7 separate regions of the Mus musculus genome follow, and all the other regions are linked to region 1. The links are chromatin contacts, called in public Hi-C, HiChIP or PLAC-seq and promoter capture Hi-C maps. All regions are on one chromosome and are shown on one strand. The core of a region is the stretch at or near the end of the contact, and the rest is flanking DNA. Distances in the headings are between cores, read along the strand shown. Region 1 holds the start of Mbd3 (methyl-CpG binding domain protein 3). Region 2 holds the start of Dohh (deoxyhypusine hydroxylase/monooxygenase). Region 3 holds the start of Cactin (cactin, spliceosome C complex subunit). Region 4 holds the start of Mrpl54 (mitochondrial ribosomal protein L54). Region 5 holds the start of C2cd4c (C2 calcium-dependent domain containing 4C). Region 6 holds the start of Dapk3 (death-associated protein kinase 3). Region 7 holds the start of Zbtb7a (zinc finger and BTB domain containing 7a).

What was found. Promoter capture Hi-C pulls out the DNA fragments that hold promoters and counts their contacts. A called contact is a pair of places that touch in the nucleus more often than the background predicts. HiChIP or PLAC-seq counts read pairs in DNA pulled down with a chosen protein or histone mark. Capture Hi-C pulls out chosen DNA fragments and counts their contacts.
Region 2: a contact with region 1 is called in a promoter capture Hi-C map of liver, with 3 times the contacts expected there. The contact joins the promoter of Dohh here to the promoter of Mbd3 in region 1. A contact is called at or near these places in 4 of 39 promoter capture datasets (cranial neural crest, erythroid cells, liver and 1 more), 1 of 484 Hi-C or Micro-C datasets (muscle stem cells), 1 of 115 datasets of contacts at active chromatin or transcription factors (embryonic stem cells) and 2 of 9 other capture datasets (adipose tissue and liver).
Region 3: a contact with region 1 is called in a promoter capture Hi-C map of liver, with 4 times the contacts expected there. The contact joins the promoter of Cactin here to the promoter of Mbd3 in region 1. A contact is called at or near these places in 6 of 39 promoter capture datasets (cranial neural crest, erythroid cells, hematopoietic stem and progenitor cells and 2 more), 2 of 484 Hi-C or Micro-C datasets (muscle stem cells and myocytes), 4 of 115 datasets of contacts at active chromatin or transcription factors (astrocytes, double positive thymocytes, memory CD8 T cells and 1 more) and 1 of 9 other capture datasets (liver).
Region 4: a contact with region 1 is called in a promoter capture Hi-C map of liver, with 3 times the contacts expected there. The contact joins the promoter of Mrpl54 here to the promoter of Mbd3 in region 1. A contact is called at or near these places in 1 of 39 promoter capture datasets (liver), 3 of 115 datasets of contacts at active chromatin or transcription factors (bone marrow-derived macrophages, double positive thymocytes and memory CD8 T cells) and 1 of 9 other capture datasets (liver).
Region 5: a contact with region 1 is called in an H3K27ac HiChIP or PLAC-seq map of microglia, with 7 times the contacts expected there. The contact joins the promoter of C2cd4c here to the promoter of Mbd3 in region 1. A contact is called at or near these places in 2 of 115 datasets of contacts at active chromatin or transcription factors (microglia and pancreatic cancer cells).
Region 6: a contact with region 1 is called in a promoter capture Hi-C map of liver, with 4 times the contacts expected there. The contact joins the promoter of Dapk3 here to the promoter of Mbd3 in region 1. A contact is called at or near these places in 5 of 39 promoter capture datasets (embryonic stem cells, liver, neutrophils and 1 more), 3 of 115 datasets of contacts at active chromatin or transcription factors (astrocytes, embryonic stem cells and pancreatic cancer cells) and 2 of 9 other capture datasets (adipose tissue and liver).
Region 7: a contact with region 1 is called in a Hi-C map of B cells, with 12 read pairs. The contact joins the promoter of Zbtb7a here to the promoter of Mbd3 in region 1. A contact is called at or near these places in 3 of 484 Hi-C or Micro-C datasets (B cells, CD4 T cells and embryonic stem cells), 6 of 115 datasets of contacts at active chromatin or transcription factors (astrocytes, bone marrow-derived dendritic cells, bone marrow-derived macrophages and 3 more) and 1 of 9 other capture datasets (liver).

What each region holds. Positions count from the first base shown.
Region 1 is chr10:80,397,686-80,401,776 of GRCm38.p6, reverse strand. It overlaps Mbd3 (methyl-CpG binding domain protein 3), which reads left to right and starts at 2,246. Exons shown (of 7, transcript NM_001306143.1): 1 at 2,246-2,559. The coding sequence starts at 2,546.
Region 2 is chr10:81,382,248-81,386,338 of GRCm38.p6, reverse strand. Dohh (deoxyhypusine hydroxylase/monooxygenase) reads right to left here and starts at 1,905. Exons shown (of 5, transcript NM_133964.3): 1 at 1,761-1,905; 2 at 292-620. The coding sequence starts at 565. It overlaps Gm48551 (predicted gene, 48551), which reads right to left and starts at 1,905. Exons shown (of 6, transcript NR_168929.1): 1 at 1,761-1,905; 2 at 292-620.
Region 3 is chr10:81,319,208-81,323,298 of GRCm38.p6, reverse strand. Cactin (cactin, spliceosome C complex subunit) reads right to left here and starts at 2,196. Exons shown (of 9, transcript NM_027381.2): 1 at 1,853-2,196; 2 at 294-861; 3 at 33-178. The coding sequence starts at 2,088. Pip5k1c (phosphatidylinositol-4-phosphate 5-kinase, type 1 gamma) reads right to left here. Exons shown (of 18, transcript NM_008844.3): 18 at 3,325-4,091.
Region 4 is chr10:81,265,062-81,269,152 of GRCm38.p6, reverse strand. Mrpl54 (mitochondrial ribosomal protein L54) reads left to right here and starts at 2,227. Exons shown (of 3, transcript NM_025317.2): 1 at 2,227-2,380; 2 at 3,346-3,502. The coding sequence starts at 2,263. Apba3 (amyloid beta (A4) precursor protein-binding, family A, member 3) reads right to left here and starts at 981. Exons shown (of 11, transcript NM_018758.2): 1 at 834-981; 2 at 1-374. The coding sequence starts at 258.
Region 5 is chr10:79,611,628-79,615,718 of GRCm38.p6, reverse strand. It overlaps C2cd4c (C2 calcium-dependent domain containing 4C), which reads left to right and starts at 1,701. Exons shown (of 2, transcript NM_198614.3): 1 at 1,701-1,962; 2 at 2,381-4,091. The coding sequence starts at 2,408. The coding sequence ends at 3,667.
Region 6 is chr10:81,181,327-81,185,417 of GRCm38.p6, reverse strand. It overlaps Dapk3 (death-associated protein kinase 3), which reads right to left and starts at 2,411. Exons shown (of 9, transcript NM_001190474.1): 1 at 2,322-2,411; 2 at 1,343-1,442. The coding sequence starts at 2,334. It overlaps Eef2 (eukaryotic translation elongation factor 2), which reads right to left. Exons shown (of 14, transcript NM_007907.2): 12 at 4,008-4,091; 13 at 3,793-3,925; 14 at 2,909-3,529. The coding sequence ends at 3,336.
Region 7 is chr10:81,133,994-81,138,084 of GRCm38.p6, reverse strand. It overlaps Zbtb7a (zinc finger and BTB domain containing 7a), which reads right to left and starts at 1,814. Exons shown (of 3, transcript NM_010731.3): 1 at 1,386-1,814.

The sequences.
Region 1 (4,091 bases), core at 997-3,496:
CAGGAGTGGGGTAGCCTGGGGCACACACAGCTGAGTACAACTCTTGTGATCTATCTGATTAGGGTTTCCACTGCTGTGAAGAGACACCATGACCAAGGCAACTCTTATAAGGACAACATTTAATTGGAGCTGGCTTACAGGTTCAGAGGTTCAGTCCATTATCATCAAGGTCGAATGACAGCATCCAGGCAGTTGTGGTGCCCGAGAAGGAGCTAAGAGTTCTACATCTTGATCAGAAGTCAGCTTGGAGAAGACTGATTTCCAGGCAGCTAGGTGGAGGGTCTCTCAAAGCCCACCCCTCCAGTGACACTCTCCAACAAGGCCACACTTCCTAATAGTGCCACTCCTTGGGCCAACCATATTCAAACCACCACACCATCATACCTGAGCGCAAGCTCTGACCTATTCACACAGTAAGATAAACTCAGGAAAGTTGTCAAGATCAGAAACGGCTAGGGATGGAGCTCCTTTAGGGTGTACAAGGCTCTTGGTCCATCTCCAGCACTTCATAACTGTCACCCCAGCTACATAGCAAGGTTCAGGACATCCTGGGCCACTTAAAACCCCTTATTGGTTTAAGAATAAAAAAGATGGAAGGAGAAAGACAGTTGAGTAACCAGCTTGGCAAACACGCGTGAGAGCCTGAACTTCCTTGCCCGGAGGCTGCATGTCTGAGACCTCCCTTCCTGCCAGCCCAGATAAAGCAGTAAGCTACAAGCTGAGAGACCCAGTCTGGGGAAGTTAGATGGTTCTGGATGGTAAGAGGCACAGATTTTTAAAATTCAAAAATAGAGAATTGAGAACCCCAGTGTCAATTTTCTGCTGCCATTCTCACATGCAAAAATCTGTCAGACACCAAGCCTGGCTTAATCCCAGCACCTGGGAAGCAGGGGGCAGAAGGATCTCGGAGTTCAAGGCCAGGGAAAGCTACAAAGTCAGACTCTGACTCAAAAATACAAAACACTAATCCCAGCCTCCATGTCCCCCTGACCTTCTTCACTGTGATCTGATCTCTCCTCCTGATCTGGGGACCCAAATCCTAGCTCATAAAATACAGTTCCTGAGCTCCAAAAATTGCAGGCAAGACAAAGATCTTTAAATGTGTTGTGATTTCACCTCATGATCCCTTGGCAGCTCTCCTTGTCAGGGAGGGTCCCCTTTCAAAGAGAGGTCTTCCAGGTACTGTATAATGGAAGCCTGGGTGAGAAGGTAGTTGGCCTTCAGGCATGTTCCCTGGGTAAGTCTGGCTGGGCCTGAGTGGCAAAGCAGCCGACAGTACCAAGCAGGAGTAAGTGACCCCCCAGCTCCCTGTCCTCAGGGCTGCGGTAGACAAGGGGCGATAGTGCGAGTGACTCCATTCACTAACTTAGAAACCAGTTTTTGGTTTTGTTCTTCCTTCTGATGCTGGATCTAGTAAACTCCAAGCTGGTCTTGAAGTGCTTGATCCTCCTTCCTCCACTATCCCAGTGCTGAGATGGCAAGCACGTGCCACTATTCCTGGCCTGATTTTAGGGTATTGCTGTGTGGCCCAGGCTGGCCAGGAATGTTCTAAATAGGTTCGTGAGCCATCAAACTCAGGCTGGGGTGCAGCCTAACGGCAGAAAGTCTACCACGTGTAAGGTTCTGCTTTCTATTTTCAGTACTGCTGCAAAGAACAAACTTCTTAAATAGTTCTTGGTGAAGCCGGGAGTGGTGGTGCATTTCTGTCCTCGCAGTAACGCAATAGAGGCTGGGGCTGGAACAGCCGAGAGGCCAGAACGAAACGCAGAGGGAAGCAGGACTGCGTCGAAGGCCCCGAGTTGTACTCGATCTTTTTCACAAAGCCCAGGCGGGTCCCTGACAAACGCACACTGCGCAGGTGCAGCCCAGCGCGACCCCAGGACCAGGACGGCAGCTCGGGCGAAACTGCTCCAGCTTGGTACAGACCAGGTGCAGCACACACTGTGCTTCCGGAGTCTAGAGCGCAAACGCAATGGTTGTCCCACCCCGGCCACGCTGATTGGCTGTCCTTGTCTCAGAGCAGATTTATATGAGAAGTTAAGCACAGAACGAGGTTCTGAGCGCTGATTGGTCTCCATGCCCTGTGGGCGTCTCCCGCAAGGCGGGACGTAGCCAACTGTGCATTTTAAGCCGAGGAGCTGAAGTGATCTGATTGGCTTCACAGCCTTGGGGCGGGTCTTGAAGGCAAGCGAAGGCTGGGTCGGGGCCGCGGCTGCGCAGAGAGTCTGGACGGCAGTCAGACTGGTCCTGCGAGCGCGAAGGGGCGGGGCCGACTCCACGCCTGCGCAGACGAGCCCCACGCGCGGGCGGGTGGGCGGAGCGGCCCCCCTAGCGGGGGCTGTGAAGCGCGGGGAGGGGGCCGAGCGGGTGGCGAAGCCGGCGCGCGCCCGGCTGGGGGCGGAGGGCGGAGGCCCGTGGGACAGAACAGCTGCGGCGAGTGGCGGCGGCGGAGGGAGCCGAATCGGCGACGAGCCCGGGGGTCGCAACTTGCAGAAGCGGCGGCGGCGGCGGCATCGGCCACGGCGGGCGGAAAAGCCGGGGCGCAATGGAGCGGAAGAGGTGGGAGTGCCCGGCGCTCCCGCAGGGCTGGGAAAGGGAAGAAGTGCCCAGGAGGTCGGGGCTGTCGGCCGGCCACAGGGATGTCTTTTACTATAGGTGAATGAGCGCGCCGGCCGCGCAGGGCCCCAACGGGCGCCTCCCAGCGGCCTCTGCGGCGGCCTGGGCGCCCCGACTGCGGGCCGCGGTCTGGGCCGGGCGACGTGCGTCCGAGCGTGCGTCCGAGCGTGCGTCCTACGTGCCAGCTGTGGTCAGTGCGCACGCGCCGGCCATGGCTCGCCTCAGCGCGCATGCGTTGAACCCAGTGCCTTGCCTTTTGCTGATCCGCGCCACCCAGCGCTGCTGTGAGTGCGCGTGCGCCACGCCTGCAGCCAAGGCTTCAGCCTCGTGGCTTTTAGCCCGCCTGTGGCGCGGGCTTTTGTCCTCCAAGGAATCGGGGACCGTGCGCGCCGTGCGAGGGGCGCCCGGGCCTTGGCCAGACGCCGCTGGGAAGCGGGGGTGGGAGGGGGATGGGCTGACCCTTTGACCCTCGCGGGGACTTTATCATGGTTTCGGGAAGCAAGGGAACTGCCCCAGGTGGCCTGATCCCCTCACCTGCATAAATTTGGGTTTGGCTTCTTGTTCAGCAAAATGTCCCCCATTTTTATGGCGTTTCCAAAGCCCTTGCTCTTCTTGAGCGGTGGCCCCAAATGTAACATCACAGTGGCTTCTGACTAATGTGAATGTGGTTTTTGTGTGCAAGACTTTTTTATGAATAAGTCTGCTCTTTAAAAAATATTTTAAATTTTTTATTTATTTAATGCATGAGTGCTCTGCCTGCTTGAAGAGAGAGCATCAGATCACCCAATAGAAGGTTGTGAGCCACCATGTGGTTGCTAGCAATTGAACTCATGACCTCTTAGCCAACTCTCCAGCCTTTTTTTTTTTTTTTTTTTTTTTTTTTTGAGGCAGCGTCTACATAGACCATATTTGCAACCTTTTAATCAGGGCAGTGAAAGCTGTCTATCTGAATAATAGCCAGGCAACCTACACCTGCTGTTCTTCCCCAGTTCTATCCCCAGTGGTGTGAATAGAATCCTGGGCCGCATGCATGCTGCCCTACGGCTGGAGCATCTACCTTTTTAGCCGACTGTAGTTGTCCCTACTCCACTGCACCCGGAATTGGGTGGTGCATTGTGAGTTGAACTGCCTGGCCCTTTGGTCTTAAGGAGTCGTGGGTTTTGGCAGTAAGGTTGGAAGCCAGGGCTAACTTGGGTTCCTTTCAGACTGCAAAGAGGGATGGGGTTGTTGCTTCTAATAGGTCTGCAGTAGGTAGGGTTTTTCCCAGTAGGGCTACATGCAAATGGTGCCCTGTGTGCATGGGACTTCCTCCCCTTCTCCCTTACTTGCAATGGGGCCAACACCTCTGAGAGATGATCCAAAGACACCTTGTCCCCAAGCTGTACCTGTCCCACTTGTCTCATCCCCCACAGCTGCTAGCTCACATCCATGCCCCAGAATAGCCACCAGTGCTTTCCAACGCATTTGTATAGACA
Region 2 (4,091 bases), core at 656-3,155, 980 kb before region 1:
CCAACAGCCTCTGAGCTGGTCAATCCGAATCCTTAACTCAAGAAGTTGGCCCGCCGGGTCTAAAGCCACCCACCCCAGCCAGTGCCCCTGGGTGGAGTGACAAGTCATCACTAGACTTTGGGCAGAGGGACAGCATTCCAAGTCCCTGAAGAACAGGTTGGCATAGGTCCCAACTCAGAAGCAAAATCTCTGCTGGGGAGACCACCCCCGTGCGCTGTCCATAGCCCTGTGCGGCACCCATCTGTGCCCCAGGGACAGAGCTGAACACAGCACTGGGCTGCCCTTCCTCACCTGCCTCATGACGCACCATGGGCTCCTGGCTCGTGTCCTGCAGCACATCCGCCAGCACAGGGATGGCCCGTGCGTCCCTCATCTGGCCCAGGCAGTAGGCCAGCTCGTGCTTCAGAAGAGCAGAGCTGTCCTCAAAGCCCCGGCTGATCCACGAGATAGCATCAGGGCCACCAAGCCCCCGAAGTGTAAACAGGGCCCGGAAGCGGGCCTGCAGGGGCTGCTTGGGGTCCACCAAGGTCTTCCCTATGGCCTCTATCTCTTGCTCCGTTACCATGGCAACGGCCTCCCCAGCACGTGATCTGCAAGGCCGGATTCTAGGCAGTAGAAACCTACGGTAGAAAAAGGAGAAGGGGAAATCTCAAGCTAGGGCACACACCTGCATATCTGCCATTCCAGCCCCGGGATGCTGAGGCAGGAGGACCCCTGAGCTCCAGGCCACAGAACTTTCTCCACATCCATCCAAGTGCTGGGATTAAAGGCATGCGCCACCACCACCTGGCCAGACTTTTTCAGGATAGCTTAGATGAGGGATCTAGAAACTGTCAGTTGCAAAATGGATCTCACCCCTGCCTCCCACACCACCTTACTGGAGGTTCTCATGTAGCCCTGTGGGATACACTTTATCCGTCCCCTCCTCCCTCCGGACTTCTCCCTGCTCCTGCCTTTGCACAACTTGTACCCTCTGCATGGCCCCATAGATGCAGGACAACACTCCCACACAGGTGTTTTCTTTCACGGATGAATTAACACGGAAACAGACATCGTCCAGTATAAGAGGACCGGCCCCTGTCAGCCATTAGACATACAGCAGATGCATACATAACAAACTGGACTAGCAGGCTGTGGCAAGCTGGAAGGCCTTCTGGGCTCTGATGTCACCCAGCGTCCCCGAGTTTAATGAGGCAGGTATGGCTGCCTCACCAGTGATGCCCATCAGCCTACAGTCACACCTTGAAAATGGAATTCATCAACACACATGAAGCAGGTCTACGGGAGCTGGCAGCAGCTGTGTGGCAGTGAGACCCACATCCCGATTTACCCCGAGCAACAACAGGGGAGACCAAGGATCTCGTGGGTCCAAGAGTGCCCATTCGAGGTATGGGGCCTCCCGCTTAATTCAAAAAGGCTCCAGGCTGGGCAGAGGCTGAAGCAGGAAGATAACCGGTCCCAGGAGATCCTGTTTCCAAATACTTAAGCTGAGAGGTCAAGCGCGGGCCGGCCTGCACGTGAGCCCCGCATAGGCGGCCAACCTGTCAGCTAAGCACGGGGTAGGAGGAGGCCATTCGTAGCCACACAGTGGGTTGGAGGCTAGCCTGGGCTACATGATATCCTGTGTGACGTCAAATACTGAAGGAAAAGGGTCCAATTCCCCGTAGGACCCCCTCAAGGGAAATCCCAGCGCTCCCGGGAGCAGCGAGTACCTCAAAGCGGAAGTCCCCCGAAGGGGGGGCACTTCTGGCACTGCTCACCGTGTTTTCGTCTACAGGGACTCGTCAATAAGCTCCGTATACTCGGGACAGATGGAGAGAGTCGCTGCGACAGCTCCAAGAACAGGTCCGCGGACGCATCTCGCGCGACGTCCTCTGGACGCCGCCATCTTGATGGCCACGTGACCATGCTGGGCGGAACCATCGTCGCGACTAGGGGTGACCACACCCGGAACGATGCGGCAGCGACGCCCCAGGACTGTCCTAAGAGCCGGAGAAGCAACTTCCGGTCTTCCTCCGGAAGAAGAGTTTCCGACCGTCTCTCCCATAGAGAAAAGAAAATGGTTTGATCCCATTCACAGCACAACCGGGCCGGCCGTGCATAGCGCATGCGCAGTGTATAGTGGGCGTGGCTATGTTCTACAGGGCGCGGCCAATGGTCTCTGGGACCAAAACAGAGGAAAAGAAATGGGAGATAAAATAGGCGTTACGAGCAATCTCAGCAGTGAGGGCACTTGCAGTCAATTTGAGAATGAGTTCGATTCTGGGGATCAACAGGATATACGGCAGTGACATGACCATAAAGTCGAAGTTTAAATTTTTAAATATGCCGGGCGTTGGTGGCGCACGCCTTTAATCCCAGCACTCAGGAGGCAGAGGCAGGTGGATTTCTGAGTTCGAGGCCAGCCTGGTCTACAGAGTGAGTTCCAGGACAGCCAGGGCTACACAGAGAAACCCTGTCTCGGGGAGAAAAAAAAAAAAAAAGCCGGGCGTGGTGGCGCACACCTTTAATCCCAGCACTCGGGAGGCAGAGGCAGGCGGATTTTTGAGTTCAAGGCCAGCCTGGTCTACAAAGTGAGCTCCAGGACAGCCAGGACTATACAGAGAAACCCTGTCTCGAAAAAACAAAACAAATGTATATATGTGTGTGTGTGTAAATGTCATGAAGTTCATTACTTTTTTGGTTTAAAGATTTATTTATTTATTTTTAAAGATGTACTTATAATATATAAGTACACCGGTTGTGAGTCACCATGTGGTTGCTGGGAATTGAACTCAGAACCTCTGGAAGAGCAGTCGGTACTCTTAACCACTGATCTCTCCAGCCTCCTCATTACTTTTTTTTTTTTTTTTTTTTTTGAGACAGGGTTTCTCTGTATAGCCCTGGCTGTCCTGCAACTCACTTTGTAGACCAGGCTGGCCTCAAACTCAGAAATCCGCCTGCCTCTGCCTCTCGAGTGCTGGGATTAAAGGCCTGTGCCACCACGCCTGGCTTCCTCATTACTTTTTTAATGATTTATGTACATTGGTGTTTTGCCTGGATGTGTGTCTATGTTAGGGCGACAGATCCTCTGGAACTGGAGTCAGAGTTGTGAGTCACCATGTGGGTGCTGAGAACTGAACCTGGGTCCTCCGGAAGAGCAGTCAGTACACTCAACCACCAAGCATGTCTCCAGCCTCCATGAAGTCCGTTATTACATAATTATGTAAATTTAATTTATGGTAATAACAATTTTTAAAGTAAAAATAAAATTAAGACAAAAATACACTATTTTTCAGAATGCTACCAGGAAGCCTGTTATTATATGGGCTTGTATGATGCATGGATATAAATGTGGAAAATGCAAATGTCAGTACATACGCTAAAAATACACAATTTACATGCCAAAAATTCAAAGTAAAATGAATATTAGACTGGGAATGAATGTTTAAAACATTTTATAACTGAGCTTACATCTTTAAATCCCAGCACTCAGAAGGCAGAGGCAGGTGGAGCTCTGTGAGTTTGAGGCCAGATCTACACAGCAAGTTCCATCCAGCGCTACATAGTGAACACCTGCCTTAAAATACAAGAGAAAAATCACGTCTGCTCTGTGATGCGGCTCTTTGCTAAGCAGTCCTCCATGGGCAAGCAACATGGGAGGAAACCCACAATGGAGCTGACACGGTTGGGCCCAGAGTCACTTTTTGATTTCTTGGTTGGATTTCCTCTCTAGATGTTTGTTTTTGTGACCAGCATCTTGCTCTGCAGCCCAGGGCTGGCCTCCAACATGGGACACTGCCTCCTGAGTTCTGGGACCACAGACCACAACTGTTCATGTACATCCTGTGGGCTCTGAAAGTGCCTTCCCCAGGTGAGGTAGCGTGTGTGGAGGCCGGGTGGAGTGAGAGACCAGGTCTCAAAACATAAGAATGATTGAGGAAGACACTTCCATCTGTGCACGTTCATATGCACAGAAAAAAAAACATAAACACATGGCCGCAGATAAGGGACCGCACTGTCACCCTGGCCAGCTTGCCATAGGACACAGCTTTGATGTTTACACGAAGCTTCAGGAAAGGCTGTGGTTGCTGTAACAGATCACAGGATCC
Region 3 (4,091 bases), core at 947-3,446, 920 kb before region 1:
AGTTTCCAATAGAAGGCCAGGGAGGAGCGCACCGAAGCTTGGCCTGCCGCAAGTGGAAGCTGTCCTCTTGCTCCTCCCACGTCTTAAAGTGTTCTGCCTCCTTCTCCCGCTGCAGCAACTCCAGCTCCTGCTCCCTCATGGCTTTCTCCCGTTCCCGCTCTAGCCGCAGCTGTTTGACCTGGACAGCAACACAGGGAGCCACCATGGTGAGAGGCGTGTGTCCAGGCACATCCAGCCTCCAGAAGAGGATGTGAGCTCCCATGCAAGTGTGCGTGCGTGCGAGGCCGGCCTACCTTTTGCAGCTCCAGACGGTTGTCTTCCTGGATCCTCTTGTTGCGCTCCTTCAGCTCCTTCTCCTCCAGGTGGCTGATGCCCTTCTTCTCCAAGGCCTTGTTCCAGATGAAGGTGCCGAGCAGGTTGTTGTCTCCAAAGGGGTTGTCGGTGTTGGTGTAGCCCATGTACTCCTCACCCCAGCCCATCTTCTCCCGCTTCTTGCGTTCCTTAGCTTCCTTCTTGGCCAGTCGCCGCGCACGCTTCTCCTCAGGCGTCTCGAAGGCCTTGAGCAGCTCTTCTTGCTGCTTCCGCTCCTCACGAAGCCGCAGCCGTTCCTGCAGGCTCTGCTGCTGGCTCAGGGCCAGGGTAGCTGTCCCGGGACTCCGGGAGCGTCTTGGGGAGTCCAAGCTAGACGCTGATGACCCCGGGGACCACGAGCGCCTGTGACCCTTACGGGCCCAGGAGCCCTGAGCCCGCTCCTCACCCGAGTCAGAGCATGAGGACTGGTTCTGTGAGTGCCATCGGGGTGGTCGAAGGCTCTGGCTTCGCCTCCTAGACTTCTGCCGCTGCTCTCCTTCCGAATCTGACCTGTGGGAAGGACACATCAAGACCTGTTCAATGCTGGCTGCTGCTGGGCACCATCCTAGGTGCTGAGGTACTTGCCTAGAATTCTAGCCTCACCGGCCTGTAAATCACATTGCTCCCCACATGAGCTAGGCTGTCCTTCATAGTAGAGCTACACAAGTCCCAGGGCCATAACAGACAATACAGCAAGAGAAATGAAGGTTAAAAGTGAGGGAGTAGTTCTTTTTTATGTAGTTTTTATTTTCTTTTAATTTTTGATTTTTTTCGAGACAGGGCTGGCTTCTCTGTGTAGCCCTGGCTGTCCTGGAACTCAGAGACCCTCCTGTCTCTGCTTTCTGAGTGCTTGTTTTATTTTAAATATGACATCTACAATGCTATCAGGTGGGAACTCCCTCTACAGCCAGGCTGGTTCTTATCTGTCTCCTAAGTGTTGGGGTTACTGGTGTGTACAGTGCCGTCAAGTCCTGCTGAGATGACAGGTAGAAGGGATGAGAAATGACAGACGAGAGGCCCAATAGATGGACTCTCTGACAGCCCAGGAACCACGAAAGAGGAATACCACCAGGTAGTATTTTGAGGACATGAGTTCGAATCCCCAGTACCCACAGTAAAAGATAGATGTGGCTGTTCGGGCTTGTATCTCCAGTGCTGTATGAACGGTGTCCTGATTAGGCTTTGGTCAACTTGTTAGAAGTACTGCCAGTTGAGAAGAAGGGCTGTCAACTGAGCAGAATTAACTATGAGGAAATGCAAAAAACCTTAACTGTGAGGCAATGGCTTGTAATCCCGAGCATTCCAGAGGCTGACGCAGGAGGCCAGCCCGGGACAAGACAATGTCTATGAATGCAGAGGTGGCGAGTGGAGTCATTCGGTCCCCTATGCTCATGGCCCGCGGTCCCCGGAAGTCTCCTTTGCCCCGGCGCAGCCCGGCATCTCGGATACTGCCCCGCCTGTCCCTCGGCTCCCAGGCCCGAGCAGCCCCCAGGACGCTCACCTGCGCCCTCGGCTGCGCCGCTTGCGTTCGCGCCGCCGCTCGTGTTCCCGTCGCCTTCGGCTGCTCCGCCCATGGCTCCGGCTCCGGCTCCGGCTCCGACTCCGACTCCGACTCCGACTCCGACTCCGGCTGCGGCTCCGGCCCCGGCTTCGACTCCGCTGCTTCCGACCCCTGCGACCCACAGACCGTGAGCGCGAGCGAGAGTCCCGACCCATTTGGCGGCCCGCGCCGCGCATGCGCGCGCGTAAACAACCAGGAAGCTTGGCGCCGGGGGCTTTCCTTTGGCGCGGCGCTCTAAGGACTGTCCAAAGTGCGCCTGATCACAGGGAATGACTTACTCCCTCTAACCGGGACTCCAGGGACAACATAACCCGAGATTTCTCCGGAGTTCTCAAGCTGGGAACACATAGTAGATTCCTAACGGGACGCCGTTAGAACTAGCGGATTGACGCTCCATTCATGCAGTGAAGGAGACTGACCTAGGTGGGCCCTCCCTCGCGCCCTAGGTGACCGGCGAGTAGCGTGCTTAGGGAGGCGGAGCTACGAGGCGGTTGTTCCAGGGCGGAAGAGGCGCCTAGTGGGCGGAGCCTGCACTTGCATGGGCAGTGCCCTAGGGGCGGAGCCTAGTAGAGGAGCTTATGGGGAAAGAATAGGGCTGGGTTAGGCGGGGCTTACGGAGATCGACAACTGTAGATCGGGAGACCCGGCCGGGGACCTGCGCTGGGCGTGGCCTGAGAAGGAACGCAAGAATGGCGGTTACGGGAGCCGGGGTGGGCGGGGTCTGGTAAACTAGATTGACAGGCGTAGACCAATGGGCGGAGGAGTGCATATCAGGATTTGAGAGGGTGGAAGAGGGGCTGATTGAGGCAAGATTGACATCTGTAACTACGAACTGTGAATGGGTACGGGCAGGATATGTAGTCGAGAGTGGCCGACTGAGGAGTGGGAGGAAGTAGAGCGGCGGTGGGCGGGACCTTGGGGGCGAGATGGACACATTGGATCTGAGGGCGGGGCCAATGAACCCAGAAACTGCGCTTAGGGGTCTTGCTGGGCTTGGAAAAGGACGTCAAAGGGGCGTGGCTAGAGTGGGCGGAACTTAAACCTGCAGGGCCCGGTGTACTTCTAAAAATTGAAACCCGGAGACCCAAGCGCTCGCGGGAGTCCTCGGTTTCTAGGGTAGCCTTGTAGCAACCGGTTCCGAGCTAATAAAACAACAGGACATGAACAGACAGTCTCTGGCTGACTCCAGGACGAGTCTGAGTACTACTACGCCCGCCAGCTTGCGTACTGCGCTCAACTTGTGGCTAATCTATGGATAGGGAAGTTTAGGCTTGGAGAAAGGAAGTCATCTGCGAATTGGGATTCATCATGTGGGATCCAGGGAGGGTTTAGAGCGGGGGAGACAAAACACGTGGTGCCCACCCTTCGCCTGCTCTCCCATCGCACGCACGCATAAGTCACCGGAGAGGAGCTGTTTCTTATTAGAGATTTATTACAGATCTCAAAAAGAGGGGCTGTGACAGGTGGGGCGGGGACCTGGACTGCATACATTTGCCGGCTGCGCTGGAGGGACAGGCCCCTCTGGTTGGTGCCAAGAGGACACTGTGCTTGGATTGTCAAACACCAGACCACATAGGCTGAGGACGAGGGATCCCAAGTCCTGATGAGTAAGACACACGAGGTTTGTAGTTTACAGAATGGATTCAACAATAAAAACAGGATTGGGGGGAGGATGTGCGATGCGATTTTTAACCACCGGAGAGTGGAGCTAGGGGTGAGAGACAAGGGGCTGCAGACAGTACCGTGCCAAGGGACCCCACGGGGAGGGCATATTGCACTGAGGTTGATGTGGGGCTGGACAGGGGACTTGCTGGGATGGCTTGAGGAGAACAGAAGTGGGCCGGAGAGGGCACCTCTTCAGCCTTGGAGGAGCCCCCAGGCCTTACAGTACAGTTCACACACCGTCCACGGTGGGGCAATAGTGGCCGTTGGAGAGAACAGGATGGGGACACGATGGGGAGTCACAAAGATATTTACAGATTCTCTTTTGAGAGGGTCTCATGTAGCCCAGGCTGGCCTCCAACTGGTTACAGCCAAGGATGACCTTGCATGCCTGCTTTCTGCCTCTACTTCCCAAGTCAGGGACGGCAGCTGTGTGCCACCCCATCTGGTTTCTGCGGTGCTGGGATGGAACTCAGGGCTTACGCAGCTGGGTGAGCTCTGCCCACTGAGTGGTAGG
Region 4 (4,091 bases), core at 978-3,477, 870 kb before region 1:
AGCAATGTGCAGGGGACAGGGGGCTCCATCTGGGAATGGGCCACCCAGGTCGCTGGGTAGAGCTTCTAGCTGCTGAACCAGCTCCTGCACACTGGATGTGTCCAGCTCCATCTCACTCAGGGTGACAGGGCCTCCAGGCCCTAAGGCCGACTGGGTGTTAGAGGGGTGGTTCTCAGAGGGCACCTCGGGGCCTTTGGGCTCCTCCAAGTCCATGGTTGGGGGCCCTGGGGGATGCTGGGGTCCTGGCAGGAACTCCATGTCTGAGACCCAGGTTCAGGCCGGCATTGTCACCAAGCTGGAAGATGAGGGCTCTGAGTGTGGATCTCGTAGGCAAGCCATGGTCCTACAGGTGACAGATTCCATCCCCATGGGGCCTGCCCAGGAGGAAAGGACCCCATTTTACACAGAAGCCAGCAAAGAACTCAGGTGCCTGCCCCAGATCTCAGGCTCCAGACCTCAGAACTCAAGCAACAGACACTAGAACTGAGGCTGCGGCTATGGAACTCAGGCATTGCCCCTGGGAACTCAAGCACTGCCCCCGGGAACTCAGGCTTCTGTCTCTAGAACTCAGGCTCTGGTCTCAAAAACCCAGGCTCCGGACCCTAGAACTCAGGCTCCAGCCCCAAAACTCAGGCTTTAGGTCGTGGAACTCAGGCTGTTGCCCCAGAATTCAGGCACTGGTCCTGAGAACTCAGCCTCTAGCCCCTAGAACTCAGGCTCTGACCCTTGAAACTCAGGCTCCGTCCCCAGAACTCAGATTTCAGTCTCAGAACTCAGACACTGCCCTTGGGTCACCCACGGGAGCCTGTCCAGTCCCGCACGGCCCGCAGTACCTGTGTCTCCGGCCCGGGCAGGATTGTCCGGACGGTCCGCCCGTCCTTCCAGAAGAGTCAGCAGCTCTCTGGGATCCCAGCTTTGGAACCGGATCATCGGTCACTGCACCATCCAGGACTATTGCGCATACACACTCTCAAACGGCCTGCTGGGAAATGTAGTCCTCGAGTCCGCTCTCTCTCCTTCCGGGGACTCGCCAGTGTTGCAGTATAGATAGTAGAGCTCAGGTTCGAATCCCGAGACTACAAGAACGGAGGCGAGGCTCAAACTGGCTTTTCTTTTCTAAAATCGGGTTCTGCATCACTTCAGAGTGTAACGGCTGAGGTAGGACATGGGCAGAAACCAGGGATGGTAAAGAGAGCCATGACTTGAAAATTTGGAGTGCAAAGGAAAAGTGGGAATGGAAGTTATTGAGGACGGACTTCCACTTTGTATCCCAGTAAGGATCTATAACGGTACAATCTAGACTTGAGTTGACACTGGAATTTGCATCACGGTCCTACATATAGATTAGGGACAATGATAATTCCTAAACTTAACTGTGTGATCTAAAAAGAGTTCACCTGGTTAGGTTTGTTAGCAATGAGTCTAGAAGATTCTAGTACTAGTCTATTTATTCTTGAGAGTCTCATGTAGCCTAGGCTGGCTTCAAACTCCTGATCCTCCTGCCTCAGCTTCCTGTGTGCATCCAGCCTCCATTTCTGCTACGAAGCCCCAATCACCAAACCCCACTTTTTTCTATTAGTGAATAGAACACATACGTATCACTATGTAGAGTAGGCTGGCCAGGAACTCACAGGCATCTACCTACCTCTGCCTCCCAAGTGTGGGGATTAAGCTGGGGTTCATCACTCCCATCATTCTCAGCTACCCATATGTTTAAGCCAAGATCTCATATAGCCAAGGCTGACCTCAAACTTGCTGTGTAGGACAGATCGACCCAAACTCCTGATTCTCTTGCCTCCACCTCCACATCACAACTGACTGTCCTAACTTTTAAGCTTTCAAAAATTCCACAAGGGATATAAGCATGATTTTGCTGTGACATTTAAAGTAAATAAAGATCTAAATACTTGTTGTTGTTGTCGTCATCATCGTCTGAGGCAGGGTTTCTTTGTGTAGCCTTGGTTGTCCTGGAACTCAAGCAGTAGCCAAGGTTAACCTTGAATTCAGAGATCCTCCTACCTGTATCTCCAGAGTACTGGGATTAAAGGTGTGCCATCACCATTTGAACTGGGGGCAAGAATTTAATGAAATATTCTTTGAACGGTCGATAGCTACAGAAGTTAAAATTAGTCGTTAGTCGGGCAAATTTTTTTTTAAAGACTACATTTCCCAGAAGGCCGCGGCGCCTCCAACACCTCCAAAGCCGATCTGGAGGGCTGACGTAACACGGAAGTCTGCACGTGCGAGCGGCCGGCCAGCGTCATGGCGGCCGCCCATCTCCTCCGGGCTTCCCGGGTGTGGGCCCGCTGGCATCCCCGGGCGCTCCCGGTCCTCAGAAGACCTGGAGGATTCTCTATCCGGGAATATGCTAAAAAGCCAGGTGAGTTGGCTCCGAAGGAACCAAAGTGGGTACGGCCGGAGCGCTGCTGGGGAGGTGGGGTTCTGAGGATTGACTGCGCAGGCGCAGCGTTACGGAGGCCAAACGGTGCGTGCTAGCGTAGTGAGGCCTGCGGGTGCGCCGCTAGCCTCTACGCTCAGTGCGCAGGCGCGGCCCTTGTGGGACAGGGCGGGACCAGGCTGGGTGTCACGCTTCAACTTTGAGTAAATCACCAAACATAACCAACATCAACTAAGTTATTGTCATTATTTTAATTTAAAAAGTAATGTGGGTGGGCAGGTTGGTTCATTGTGCAAGGTGCTTGCCTGGAAAGCCTTGAGTTTGATCCCCAGGACCCACATAAGCAGGGAAGGAGATGACCAATCCCACAAGCACTGTGACAGTGTACACACCCGTGATAATCATTATTTAAAATTATTTAAAAATTACGCTTTGAGGCGAACGTGATACCTTTAATCCCAGCAGAGAAGCAGAGTGATCTCTGTGAGTTCCAGGCCTGCCAGGAAGACCCCATCTCAAAAATATTTTTAGTGTTTACTTTTTTGTGTTGTTCCAGGAGAGCTACATCATGACATACCCTGTCTTCAAAAAAAAAAAAAAAAAATGTTGCCAAGTTGGCCTAGAGTTACCGAGCCATCTCTCTCTTCTCAGAATTGGTTTTTTGTTTTTTTTTTTGAGACAGGGTCTTATGACTCCCCAGCCTCAGCTCCAGAATGCTGGGATGCCAGGCATGTGCCACCATGTCAACATCACTGAATGGAAGAGGGGTTGTGTAGTATGGGCTGGGCCTTCAGGGCCCACGGGAGTGGGACAGGTCTGTGCCATAACAAGGGACCCTGTTATGCATGGAGAGAGCTGGGGCTGTTGGTTGTTGGAGGCCACACAAAGGAGGGTTGAAGGAGGGCAGAGCTGGGCAGGCTGAAGTGTCCCGTTCTCTCACTGTGCAGTTGGCAAGGGCGGCAAGGGCGGCGTGGCCGCTGAGGCCCTGAAGGACCCCGAGGTGTGCACAGACCCCACTCAGCTCACCACACATGCCATGGGGGTCAACATCTACAAGGAAGGCCAGGATGTGGCCCTGAAGGCAGACTCCGAGTACCCCACATGGTGAGTGTACCACACTGCATAGGAATCCTGACACCCAGCCTTCAGGAACATGGGGCTCCAGGATAGCCCCCTGAGGCCTGCTGTGCTCGTCTACCCTTGTCATGGGTGGTTCTGGATGCCAGTGAGTACACAAGACCATATGTCCCCAAAGGCTGAAGGGGGCAGCAGGACTCTGCTTCTTGACATTTATGACTGATCCCCAGCTACCCTTGTTCCAGGGACCCAGAGGGTTGGTCAACAGCACAAGTATCCCCTTCCCAGGGCAAGCTGGGAACCAGTTACCTGAGCAGGCAGATATGGTGGGCTACATTCTCAGGAGATTGGGAGAGGCAGGGGCAGTGGGATGCAGACTGGGCAATAAGTGTTTCCTGGGGAGGCCACATGGATCCAGGACCAAGTAGTAGAAGGTGTGCCTTGTGCAAAGGTCCTGGGGAAGGACAGAGCCAATTCTCTGGGAGCAGAGAAGAGGCCTATGTGGCTGGAACAAGAGACCAAGGGGCAGAGGGGCAGACGGGAAGCAGAGTGGGGATGACCAGGTCCCTTAGGCTCAGTCTCTGACACTGAGAACCAGGACTGGGTGTAGAGGCCC
Region 5 (4,091 bases), core at 452-2,951, 790 kb after region 1:
TCCTTCCTTCCTTCCTTCCTTCCTTTCTCTCTCTCTCTCTCTTTCTTTCTTTTTTTTGAGACAGGGTTTTCTCTGTGTAGCCCTGGCTGTCCTGGAACTCACTCTGTAGACCAGGCTGGCCTCGAACTCAGAAATCTGCCTGCCTCTGCCTCCCAAGTGCTGGGATTAAAGGTGTGCGCCACCACTGCCAGAGGGCCTTCATTTCTAAGCTTCCAGGTACATCAGTGCAGGAGCCAGCAGTTGTGCTCAGGTATGGGAGCCAGCCTTTGGGGTCCTTTGCTGCTTGAGTTATGGGAGCCAGGCTCTGGGGTGAGTCAGGACACCCTTGGCTAAGATGCTTGCTCACCTATAGAGGCTCAGAGGTTGGGAGACTTACCTGCCATCACACAGAGGGAAGTATGGTCAGCCACAGGATTGAAGCGCCAGTAGAGCAAGCCCAAGGCACCTGGTTCCTGGGGGCTGTGATCCTGTAGCTAACCTTAGGTTGAGCCTGGCCTTACCCTGCTAGGTCTCTTTTGCCATGGCTGATGGATGGCAGTTTCTTCCATTGCCCTCTAGATTTCCTGTTACAAGATTTTTGTTTGTTTTGTTTTTGTTTGGTTTGAGACAGTCTCACTATGTAACCTTGGCTGTCCTGGAACTTGCTATGTAGACCTGGCTAGACTCACATAGAGATCTGCCTGCCTCTGCTCCCCTCCCCCTCCAAATGCTGGAATTAAAGGTGTGTGTCACCACTCCAGGACTGTTATAGCTTTGTCATGGAGAGCCACACACCTATATTGTCATTCGCCGGTGTGTTGTTCCATGGCTACCTGTTTCATTGGTCACTAGGATAGCCATCAGACTGTTCCCAGCATCTGGGTCATTTGGCCATAGATGGGTACCAGATAAATGTAGGCCCATGGAAGGTGTATTACACCAAGTACCTGATGCTGAGCTGTGGAAACCCAGCCAACAGTGACCAGGCCTTTCTCTGGGTGGGTTGTTCTCCTAGAGTGAAATTGTCACCTCATCTACAAACGCTGAGGATGACTGACTCCCTGCTGGGTGGCCATGGGAACCAGAGATGGAGAAGGTCATGTAGAGGCTGATTGGGACTCAGTTCCCAATTCCAATCATTAGAGTTATTATTATTGGTTGAAGACCAGCTGGCTAGTGAAGGGATCTGTTGTGTTCCCCAGAGCTGAGAGGAGAGGCTGGGACTAGAAGTGGTACAGCTAGACTCAGCTGGATTCAGTGACACAAGCCCCGCCCCTCAGCTCCCCTTCCAGACTCTATGTATTCCATTCAGTCTAGCATCAGGAGGCTTAGATCAGTAGTCTGGGTCTTGCCCAGGACCACAGGCTATACAAGTTGGTATCACCCCTCACCCCTCACAGAACTCTTTCTCTGTACCAGGAGGCAATGCCCCATCCACCCTGTACCAGGCAGGTGGTTCAGTGCTACCAACCCTGCCCCTGGCTGGAACAATGTAGTCCAGACACTCCTGCCAGCTCCGCCCCTTCTTCAGGCTCCACCCTATTTACCAGTAGCTCCGCCTCCCCCCTCCTCAGCTTGAACCAGGAGACTGTCTCCTAGGCCCAGCTCCGCATGCAGACCCGCCCTATTTATATTAGGAGCCCTGCCCCCGATTCCCCGCCAGTTCGGGAGGCCCCGCCCCTCGCGGATTGCGAGGACGCGGGCGCGCGGCCGCAATCGGAGGAATACGGCTTGGTGGGCGGTTTCCCGCGCCGAGAGGAGAGCTGGCCACTGCGCTACCGCCTCGCTCGCAGCTGCGCCGGGCTGTAGCCTAGCTCCGCGTTCCGGAGTCGCCGCAGCCCGTGGGGCAGGTGAGCCCAGCGCGCTCCGCGCTACCCATACCCGGCGCACAGGGAGTCGGGGGCGCGGTCAGTTCGCTGCACCGGGCCCAGGGCTGTCGCCGCCTCCCCCAACGCACAGCGCAGCAGCTGAGTGAAGCCACAGGTGGGTGGCAGCTGGGGGCGGGGCCGGGATGCTCAGGCCTGTGGTTCCCTGGGGGGACCCCGATCCCCTGAGGTGGTGGTGGGTGGGTGCGCAGGATACAGGCCGGGCCCAGCTCGCGTGGGAGACTGACCCTGCTCAGGGCGCCCCAAGTGCTCAGCGTGATCCTACACTACGCTGGCTTCAACCCTAACAGGTGGTGACCCCTGAACCAGGTGTCAAGCCCATGGGGCCCTGGCGGATGACTCCCATGTACAGTACCACCCCCTGACATCCCTGACAGTCAGTTGACAGCTGGGCATAAATGCCAACTTCTTGATAACCCTAAGGTGACCCCTTAACACAAGTCCGACCCTTTGACAGCCCTGACAGGTGACATTTGAGCACAAGTGTCACTTCTGACTCCTATTTCTTTCCTCAGACTCCTGGTCTCTTGCCTGTCGCCCTCATGAGAAAAACCAACATGTGGTTCTTGGAACGACTTCGGGGGTCTGGGGAGAACGGAGCCAGCCGCGGTGAGGCTGGGGACAAGTCTTCCAAGGGTCCCTTGTATAGCAACGTGCTGACTCCGGACAAGATCCCCGACTTCTTCATCCCGCCCAAGCTGCCCTCTGGCCCCACAGAGGCTGAGGGACAGGCGGACCTGGGCCCCTCCACCTCAGAGCAAAACCTGGCTTCACCTGGGCCCCGTCGAGCACCTCGCAGTCCCCGGCTGCCGGCCAAGTTGGCCTCAGAGAGCAGGAGCCTGCTGAAGGCAGCCACACGACATGTGATTCAGATAGAGAGTGCGGAGGACTGGACAGCCGAGGAAGCCACCAACGCTGACCCCCAGGCGCAGGGTGCCATGTCATTGCCCTCTGTGCCCAAGGCTCAGACATCCTATGGCTTTGCCACACTGGCCGAGAGCCCCCACACCAGGCGCAAGGAGTCCCTTTTCCACAGTGAGCACGGGGCCCTGGCCCAGGTCGGATCCCCTGGTGCTGGCCGCCGGCGAGCAGGGGCCAAGGGCAATGGAGGTGATGGGGGATCCCGGGAGGTTGGGGGGGCCCTGATGAGCCCTAGCCGCTACTTCAGTGGCGGGGAAAGTGACACAGGGTCCTCTGCTGAGTCGTCCCCCTTCGGGTCCCCTCTGCTGTCTCGCTCTGTATCGCTGCTCAAGGGCTTCGCCCAGGACAGCCAGGCCAAAGTGAGCCAGCTGAAACAGTCGGTAGGTCGCCATGGCTCCCTGTCTGCGGATGATAGCACACCAGACACCAGCCCAGGTGTCCGTCGCCGCTTGTCCCGCAGGGCTACCCCGGAGCCAGGCCCGGAGTCTGGCCAGGCACCACGTGGAGAGCACACAGTGAAGATGGGCACCAGGGGCAGCGTGAGGCTGCTGGCCGAGTACGAGGCTGCTCAGGCCCGCCTGCGTGTGCGCCTGCTGGCGGCCGAGGGCCTGTATGACCGGCCCTGTGATGCCCGGAGCATCAATTGCTGCGTGGGGCTGTGCCTGGTGCCCGGGAAGCTGCAGAAGCAGCGGAGCACCATCATCAAAAACAGCCGCCACCCCATCTTCAACGAGGACTTCTTCTTTGATGGCCTGGGGCCAGCCAGTGTGCGTAAGCTGGCCCTCAGGATCAAGGTGGTCAATAAGGGTAGCAGCCTCAAGCGGGACACACTCCTGGGGGAGGAGGAATTGCCACTGACCTCCCTGTTGCCCTTTCTGTGAGGTCATTGGTTCCTCCCTTCTATACTTAGCTCAGCTGAGCCGGGTGAGGGTGGGCGGGGCCTCTTGCCCCGCTTTCCCTGGGTCTCTTAGTGGAGTGCGCTTAGGAGATGGGCTGCTGGGGCAAATATTGCTGACTGGAACCCCTTCCCCCTCCACCTTGGCCCATCCACATAGAGTTGTGGGGTTCGTAGCAGTCCCAGGATCCTGGTACCTAAGGCAGCTGGGACCCAGAACAGAGTTTCCTGAGTGTGGAACTTGTCCCCCGCCCCCCGCCCCCCCCCCCCCCCCCCGCTTGGCTGCACGCGGGTGTTTTTCCCGCACGGCCCGGTTGCTCAGATGCTCCGATAACTTCTTTGAGACTTCCCCCAGTCTGTGGGAAGTCATCCTCCCTGGCCAGGCTGGCTCCAGGTAGGCCTAACCTCCC
Region 6 (4,091 bases), core at 1,162-3,661, 780 kb before region 1:
GGGTGAGTTGGTGTGTGGTATGTGAGAAGGCCTCTGTGTTTCTTTCTGTGTTTTTACAAGTTTTGCTCACAGAGACCAGTGGGAGTGTCAGACTCCTGGAGCTGGAGTCACAGGTGGTTGTGAGCCTCCATGTGGTTGCTGGGAATCGAACCTAGGACTTCTGCAAGAGCAGCTGGTGCTGTAATCACTGAGCCGCCTCTCCAGTGTCCCATCTTATGTTTCAGTCTGAGTCTCACATCCCTGGCACGAGATGTCCCTACTTCCCTAGCAGTAGGCTCATAGATGTGACCAGCACATGACAGGAACATCGCTGAAGCCCTACTGGGATGGCAGCCGGGAGGTTCTCAGGGGTGGGGGCTGGGGTGGGGAACTCCAGAAGGAAGTGGTTCAGGGTCCCTAGGCAGGAAAACTCCTCCTCAGCCTGCCTAGTACTGGGAAGGTTATTTACATTCCATGGGGATGACATCATAGGGCGGGCCTTGATGCCCCCAGAAGGCTGGCCCAGAACTCACCAAATAAGGTCTGAAGCCCCTTAGAAAGAGGAAGGGCCTGGCATGAGGAGGTGGGAGGGGGAAGAGGGAGGGGGCTCCAAAGCACGGACAGGCATGAGAGCTAGCCTAGAAAGAGAATCTGGCTTTCTCAAGAAACACCAAACAGAAAACGGTGTCCTGAACCATCCCGGCACTGGGGAGACACCAGTATAAAAGCATCCATGTACAGAACTCAAGAAAGGCAGACCCAGCAAGTCGTAAAACAGCCTGTGCAGTGTGGTGGGACATCACCCAGGGCTGCCAAGGACTCCCTGAGCTCAGTCCCTGGAACTGGCTCGCATGGGAGAGGAGAGCACAGACTCCAGGAAGCTGTGCTGTGACTAAGACACATATGCACACAAAATATAGTAATTACATAAAAGAAGTTCAAGGCCAATCTGGGGGACATGAGAGCCTGCCTTTAAAAAACCAAAATCAAAATCAGCCAAGGCCAGGGTGGTGGTGCAATCCTTTAGCTCCAGCACTTGGGAAGCAGAGGCAGGAGGATCTCTGTGATGAGCAAGTTCCAGACCAGCCAGGAGTACATAGTAAGACTCTGTCTCATGGGGGAAAAGAAGAAACCGAGCTGAGAACAATCCCATAGCAGACAATGCTCCGAGGCACTGTCCCCGGCTCAGGGGCAGCAGCTACAGGTCTCTGTGTCTCTCTCCACAGAGGACACGAGAGAAAAGGAACTCAGGTTCCCTGTCATCTGGGAACCTGAAGTCTGGCGTGGTACCACCAGAAAACTCTGTGGCCACTGCTTCAAGACACTGAGGAGAGGAAGGGCACCCACCTCCCACGCCACTCACCTGCCAAGCTCCTCTCCCATCTCATAATGGTCCTCAACATCCTCTTGCCTGAATGTGGACATGGCGGCTGGCCTTCTGAAGGATTCTGGGGACACAGGAGCTGGAGGGACAGAGGAAACAGGAAATGTTTATCACGGATCCGACTTCTCCCAAGAGGCTTCCCCAGCATATGTGACACACAATGCCCCTGCCCCAGATTTTCTTTGGTCATCTACAGCCTCTACCCACAATTTGGTCATGGTAGAGCAAACCTGACACCCCACACTGGGGAGCGGAGGGCTGCACGGCTACGAGTTCAAGAGCATACTCAAATACTTGGTGAGTTACAAGCCAGCCTGAGTTCCATGAGACCAGCTCAAGTGACTGGAGAGATGGCTGAGACGGTAAGAGTGGGTGCTGTACTTGCACAGTCTCCAAGTTCAGTTTCCAGTGCTCACTAGTATCTCTAACTCCCAGGCCTGATGACCTCTAACGCTCTCTTCAGGAACCTCAGGTACCTGCGGGCACTGTGACACCCCTCTCAGAAACAAGCATAGATATAACTAAAAGAAGCGGAACAACATCTCTCAAGCAGTATATATATATATATATATATATATATATATATATATATGTACAAAACTATAAAACACAATACAGTGTCAGGTGCCCTTTACCCTAGCACTCAAGAGGCTGAGGCTGGAGGATTAAACAGAGTTCCAAGTCAGCGTGGGGTTCTCTACTCGAAACACTTCCATAGCGTCCGGCTCTTGAAATTCCTACCTAGCTTCCTCACCTGTCAATCATGCCCACCAGCACCCCGGAACTCAGGGGTGTCGCCGGAAACCTGACACATGCGCAGCAGTGTTGCTATTCCTAGAGGTCCACCCCTCGAGATTGGAGAAAGCCATGCCCCTCGCGGGTTCCCTCCCCTCGCTCCCGCCCTCGTCGCGTGTCCCTTGGGTCCCAACACAACGTCCCGGACCCGGCCCATTCGTACCGTCCTCAGCCATCGAGTCCCCGCCCGGTGCCAGCGAGGCCCCCGCGAGAACCTCCGGTACAAATCCTGAGACGGCATCTACGCATGCGCTGACAGCGCAGGGGCACACCTCCGCAAAACCCGAAAACCAGCGCTCATTGGACTACGACTTTAACCGGAAATTGAATGCACACGCTCATTGGTTAGCATCTGACCTCTCAGCGGAAGCGGACGTTGACTAGTGACGTCATCACCCAAGGCTAGGCGAGAGTCCAGTGCTCATTGGCCAGCCTGACAGATTCACAGGAAGGCTCGACACCGCCCTTGTGGAGCACATCATTATTGGGCTCCTGGCTGATGATTGGCTAACGCGAGAGGCTGAAAGCCAATAACCTGGAGCCGGGTATGCGCAGACCAAACCCCTGATGTGCAGGTCTATGGAGTGATTCAAGTTTGTGGAATGGACTGAGGCAGTACTGTGAACTCACAATAAAACCCATTCTGTCGCACGGGGTGCAGTGTGTGTGTTATGTGTGAATCACCGCAGGCCACCTAAGGGTAGCCAGATACCCTGAAAACCAGGAAAGCGTGCGCTGTACAAAACAGAGTTGCGAGCACATGTGGATCAACCACTGTAGTTTATTACTCCAATGATTCATTCCCACAGCCGGGCTGCAAGTCTAAGGCAGGCTGCCTGCCTTCCTGGAGGCACTTACCCCACCTCCCCCTCTGGGGGAACTCCACTTGGCCATGGACCCCAAAAACCTCTGAATGCATTTATTTAGACTTTTGGACATCTGCGCGTTTCCCTCTGAAAATGTTAAGAGCCGTGTCCCGCCCACCCCACAGCCTGCCAGTCCAGCCTGCAGAGAGATTCCCGCTATCTTGTAATTCCGAAATAAATAGAATTGGTAGCAAGTGAGTGCTGAGTGATGTCAGGGTGGCCCCAGCAGCCTCTAGAGGAGCACTGTGGGACAGTCTCAAGGTGTCTTCTGATGGGTGGGCACTGTGCAGCATGTGGCAGTATCAGGCTGCCTACAGTTTGTCCAGGAAGTTGTCCAGCGCTGGGATGCCCTCTTTCAGGCCCTTGCGCTTGCGCGTCTCAGCTACCACTTGGCTGGGGCGGCTGCTGTTGTCAAAAGGATCCCCAGGCAGGATCTGCCAGTGGTCAAACACGCACTGGGGGAAGGCCTGGCCGCCGGTGTTGGATCGCAGATCAGCGGTGAAGCCTAGACAGAAGACAGGAGACTCAGGTGACTTCCCTGGGGGGGTGGGGTGGGGGGGGGACATGCTTAGCTGTCTTGCCACCCCTCCCAGGAGGGATTCCTGGGTCCTTTGTTTTGGTTTCTCTGTGTAGTTTGTAGCTCTGTCTTTCCTGGCACCCTTAAGCAAGCTGGCCGTGATGACAGAAATCTGCTTCTGTTCTGCACCCCGCAGCTATATTACACAGGCCTTGCAGGTTATCTGCAAACCCCAGGGACCAGACACTCACCAAAGGACTCATTGACAGGCAGGTATGCCTTGACCACAAACATGGGGGTACCAGCCACCTGGGACTCCTCAAACACATGGCCACGCTTCCTGTTCAGGACACCGTAGATGCCACCCACCACTTGCTCAGGACACTTCGAGGAAAAAGAGAGAACATGGTGAGCAGTGGGCAGAGGCAGGAGGATAGACAGACACCACCTAAGATACACAAGTTACCTGGATCTCCACCAGATAGATAGGCTCCATGAGGCGGGGCTGTGCGGTCAGCACACTGGCATACAGGCAGCGGCGTGCTGTGGG
Region 7 (4,091 bases), core at 565-3,064, 740 kb before region 1:
CGCGCGGCTCCTACCTCCTTCGCGGGCGGCGCGCGGGCGCCGGCGACCGTGACGATGGCTGCGGCGGGCTGGCGGCTCCGAGGCCCGGCGGGCGACGCTGAGCCCGGCCCCGCGCCACCCTCCGCCGCCGCCCGGCCAATCCCCACCCGGGCTGGGGGGAGGGCGATGCAAATTACCCCGGATCTGGGTCCGCCCGTCACCTCCCCCGCGCCCGGCCCGGCCCGCGCCAGGCCGCGCATCCCCGGCCTCGCCTGAAGCCCCGAGGCCCCCCGACACCACACCCTCCCCTGGGGAGGGAACCTCCAGTCTTGCGGAGGAACCTTTCTCCTCCTCCCTGAGCGTCCGGAACTAAAGGGAAGGGGGAAAAATTAAAATATCGAACGGGAGGGGGGGGGCTAAGAACGGTTACACAACAGGAGGGGAGGGGCGGCAGCCGGAAGCCGGGACCGCCACCGGCCCCGGGCGAGGGAGCCGCGGAAGCTCCGCCTCTTCTGCATAAACCCCGCCCCTGCACGCAGGCCCCGCCCAAACGCAGGCTCCACCCCCATGCAGCGCCGCGCCGGACGATTTCTAGTATCCATTGGCCCTCAGGTCTGCCACTCACCGCCCCTCCTCCGCAACGCCCCTCCCTGACCCGCCGCTATCGCGAGGCACTCTGGGATTTGTAGTTTATTCTCCAAGGCCACCTTCCAAAACAACAAGCACTGAAGATAAGCGAAAGAACTACAGAGCCCAGGAGAACCGCGACGACGCGCCCGCCTCCCAGACACTCCACCCCTCACCCCTTCCCTCCGCCTCTCTCGGGCCTTTTTTTTTTTTTTTTTTTTTTTTTTTTTTTTTTTTTGCAAAGCCCCCCTCCCTGTTTTGTCAGCCCCCTCCCCCCCTCCGCCAAGGCGCTCCATCCTGGCCAACTCCAACGTCTGCGCGCAATCCCGGATAGGCCTTCCCCGCCCCCCGCTTGCCCACTACCACTCGGAAAGGGGAGCGGCGCGCCCCGGGCCCTATTGCAAACTTAGCACGCGACGCACCCCTCAGCCCCCACCTTCGCCTTCGGTGAGGCCCGGCTCCCCTCCCCCGCGGGCCGCGCGCCGGGAACCCTGAGGCCGTGCCGCCCGAGTAGGGAGGAGGGATCGGGAGCGGGCTTGTGCCCTTCGCCCCGGAGGGACCCGGGCGGAGCCCCCCCGCCTCCCGACTCCTCTTCGGCTCTGGCCGGGCAATCTTGGTCTCCAGAACCCCTGAGCTACGGAGGCGCCCCAGATCCCCCATCCAGTCCGTTCCGCTCCGTACGGGCTCTCGGGGTGCGCACTGCGCCCCCGGCCGCGTCCCCACCCTGCAAGGAAATTAAAAAGGAAAGAAAGGAAAAAAAAAAGAAAAACAAAACCCACCTCTCCGGGAGAGGAGTCCCCTTCAGCCCGGGCAGCTTACCTCGCGGGGACCCGAGCCCGGAGGACGCGCGATCGGGGCAGCCCGCGGCGCGGACCTCGCTCGGGCGGGCGGCGGCGTCACTGCCCCTACAGTAGCCGTACAGTACGCAAAGCCCCGTATGATGCTCGCGACTCCCTTCCTGGTTTGTCCGAGGGCAAGAGGGGTCCTCCCTCGTCTTAAAGGTGCCGCAGCGCCGGCACCCCCACGCCCAGCCCGCCCCCCCGGCCACCGCGGCCAGAACAGGCTCTGCAGGTCGGCTCTTGCCACGTCCCGCGGGGCTGCGCCGCGAGAGCAGATCGGGCTGCGATTAGGGATTTGGGGGTGCCGGGCGGGCGGGGGGCGCAGCCCCGACCCATCGGCCCCTCCCCTGGCAAGCCCGTGACCTCTCCGCCCCGTGCGCGGCGCCGTGCCAGCCTGCTGGCTTATCTACGGCCCGGAGCACCCCAGGGTGCTGGGGGCGGGCAAGAGGGGCCCCTCGGGTTCAGGGGGTGGGGGCCGCAGATAAACAGCCCCGGCCTGTGCGCGCAGGGCGGGGTTCAGGGGGCGCGGGCTGTGCCCCCGAAGCCCGGGGCGGGGCGGGACCGGGTTGGCAATGGGGGCGGGAGTGCGGTGCGCACCCGGAGGACTGGGTGCCGGGGCGTAAGGGGCCCTCTGGCCCAAGGAGCTGAGATGAAGGCGAGGAAGTGACGGTCCCTTGCCTCACACCTCTCTCCAAGGCCACCAGGGCGCTGCCATGGTACCGCATCTCCCTTCTCTGAGCCTCAGTTTCCCCAAATAATGCAAGGAATCGAAAGGAGAAGAAAAGGTCTGTTGCAAGGTCGGCGAGGTTGCATCGGCGCTCCTGTCATCCTTGGCCTCAGTTTACCCAAGTAGTGCAAAGAACCCAGGAAAGGAAGAAAAAAGATCAGAGTCTGCATTTGAGCTCCAGGTCCCCTAACCCCCACATAAACCTCAGTTTACTCAAACTGCGAGGAACCCAGAGTTTGCAAGTACAGCTAGGTTGCTTTAGAGTGTCGGGTCTCCGTCCACCCCCGCCCCCATCTGCGCCTTAAATTACCAAAGCCATACCAGGGACCCCCCAGGGGAAGACTTGCAGGGCCGCGAAATGTCAGCTGAGCTCGGGGGTCCCGCCCTCACCGGTGCAGCCAGCCAGCAAACCTGCCGCCCCGCGATTACATAAAACAGTCGCCTCCACCCGGCTGTGCCAGGGGCGTAGCGCGGGGAAGGGGTTGGCGAGGGGCGGGGAAGGACGGTTGTTTTCCAGGCCTTGTAATTTTCCCCGCAGCCGGCTGGCTGGCCCGGCTGGTGTGGGGCGTGGACCCGGACCCTCGCAGGGGCGCCGCACAGCTCCGCAGGACAGAGGTGGGAAGTAGGAAAGTGCGAATCCAACCCTGCGTTTTCTGTTTTCTTTCTTTCTTTCTTTCTTTTTTTTTCACCCCCTTGTCCTTTTCTCTCCCACTTCCTCTCTGGTCGTGGGAGAGGTCTGGAGAGGGAGGGGAAGGCAGAGGAGGGGACAGGCGACATCCCGGTTCACCAGGCCTGCTGGGTTCGGGTTCCAGCACGCCACAGCCACCAGACGACCTGACTGTGGATCTGGCTCTGGGGAGGGGGCGGAGCGGGGAGTTAGAACCAGCGCCTGGCCTCAGTTTCCCCTTCAGTTCCCCTTCGTATGGAGACTGGCCATCCTTGCTTTAGCTTTAAGTGTGTCTGTCACAATATGAGATGTCAGCCTCCAAATGCCCGGTCCTTAATTTAGTTATTTTTCATTCATTGTTATTTCTGTTGTTGATAATATTTACAAACTGCCCCAGGTCGAAGGGAGCCCGGTATGTTAGTTTTGTTTTTCTTTTGTTCTTTTACATCAAAGCATCGACCCCCTCCCCGCATTTACCAACACATTTTTATAAACCGAATTAAAAGTACGGTTCAATCGGGCGTGGCAGCACACCCAGCACTCAGGAGGCAGGTGGATCTCTGTGAGTTCGAGGCTAGCCAGACTACACAGCGATTTCTAGGGCCGTTAGAGCTACAGTGACACCCTGTCTCAAATAAAAATAAATAAATGTACCCATCAACACCCAAATACATCTGGCTTTTTGTATAATAACTTGCCTTCAAAGGGGAAACCCTGGAGGTCCCCACAGGGGAAGTGGAAGCCCTGGGCCAGGCAGTGACACTAGCCAAGAAGATGGGGAAGGACTCCGGACAGCCACGTGAGCCCGGCGGGGGCGGGAGGGGGAACCCGGAACTTCAGCCCCAGACCAGAGCCTAGGAGCACTTAAGCACCCGGGTCGCCGCACCCGCCCTGCCCTGCCTGGGCCACGGGAGGCGGGGTCACCTGTTCCATGCCAGAATTCTACGCCCAAGGCTGAGGCTCCTCCCACCTACCTCGGTTTACCCAGGTCAGGGAATAAGTGGTCTGGGGACTTGAGGAGTCGCCTTGAATTCCGTCTTCCAACTCCAGCTGTTACCCCACCCCAGGCTAGACCCTCCTGAGAGACCAGCATCACCTGAGAGAACAGTTTTCTGATGTGTCCGACTGGGAGCAGGGCTTGGAGCACACTCTCCCTACCACCAGAGGAGGGGGCTCAACGGGCTGGGGGCAGCGAGAGACTGGAGGCTAAGGCTGGGCAACCTGCAAGACCTCCCAGAAATCAACTGAAAGA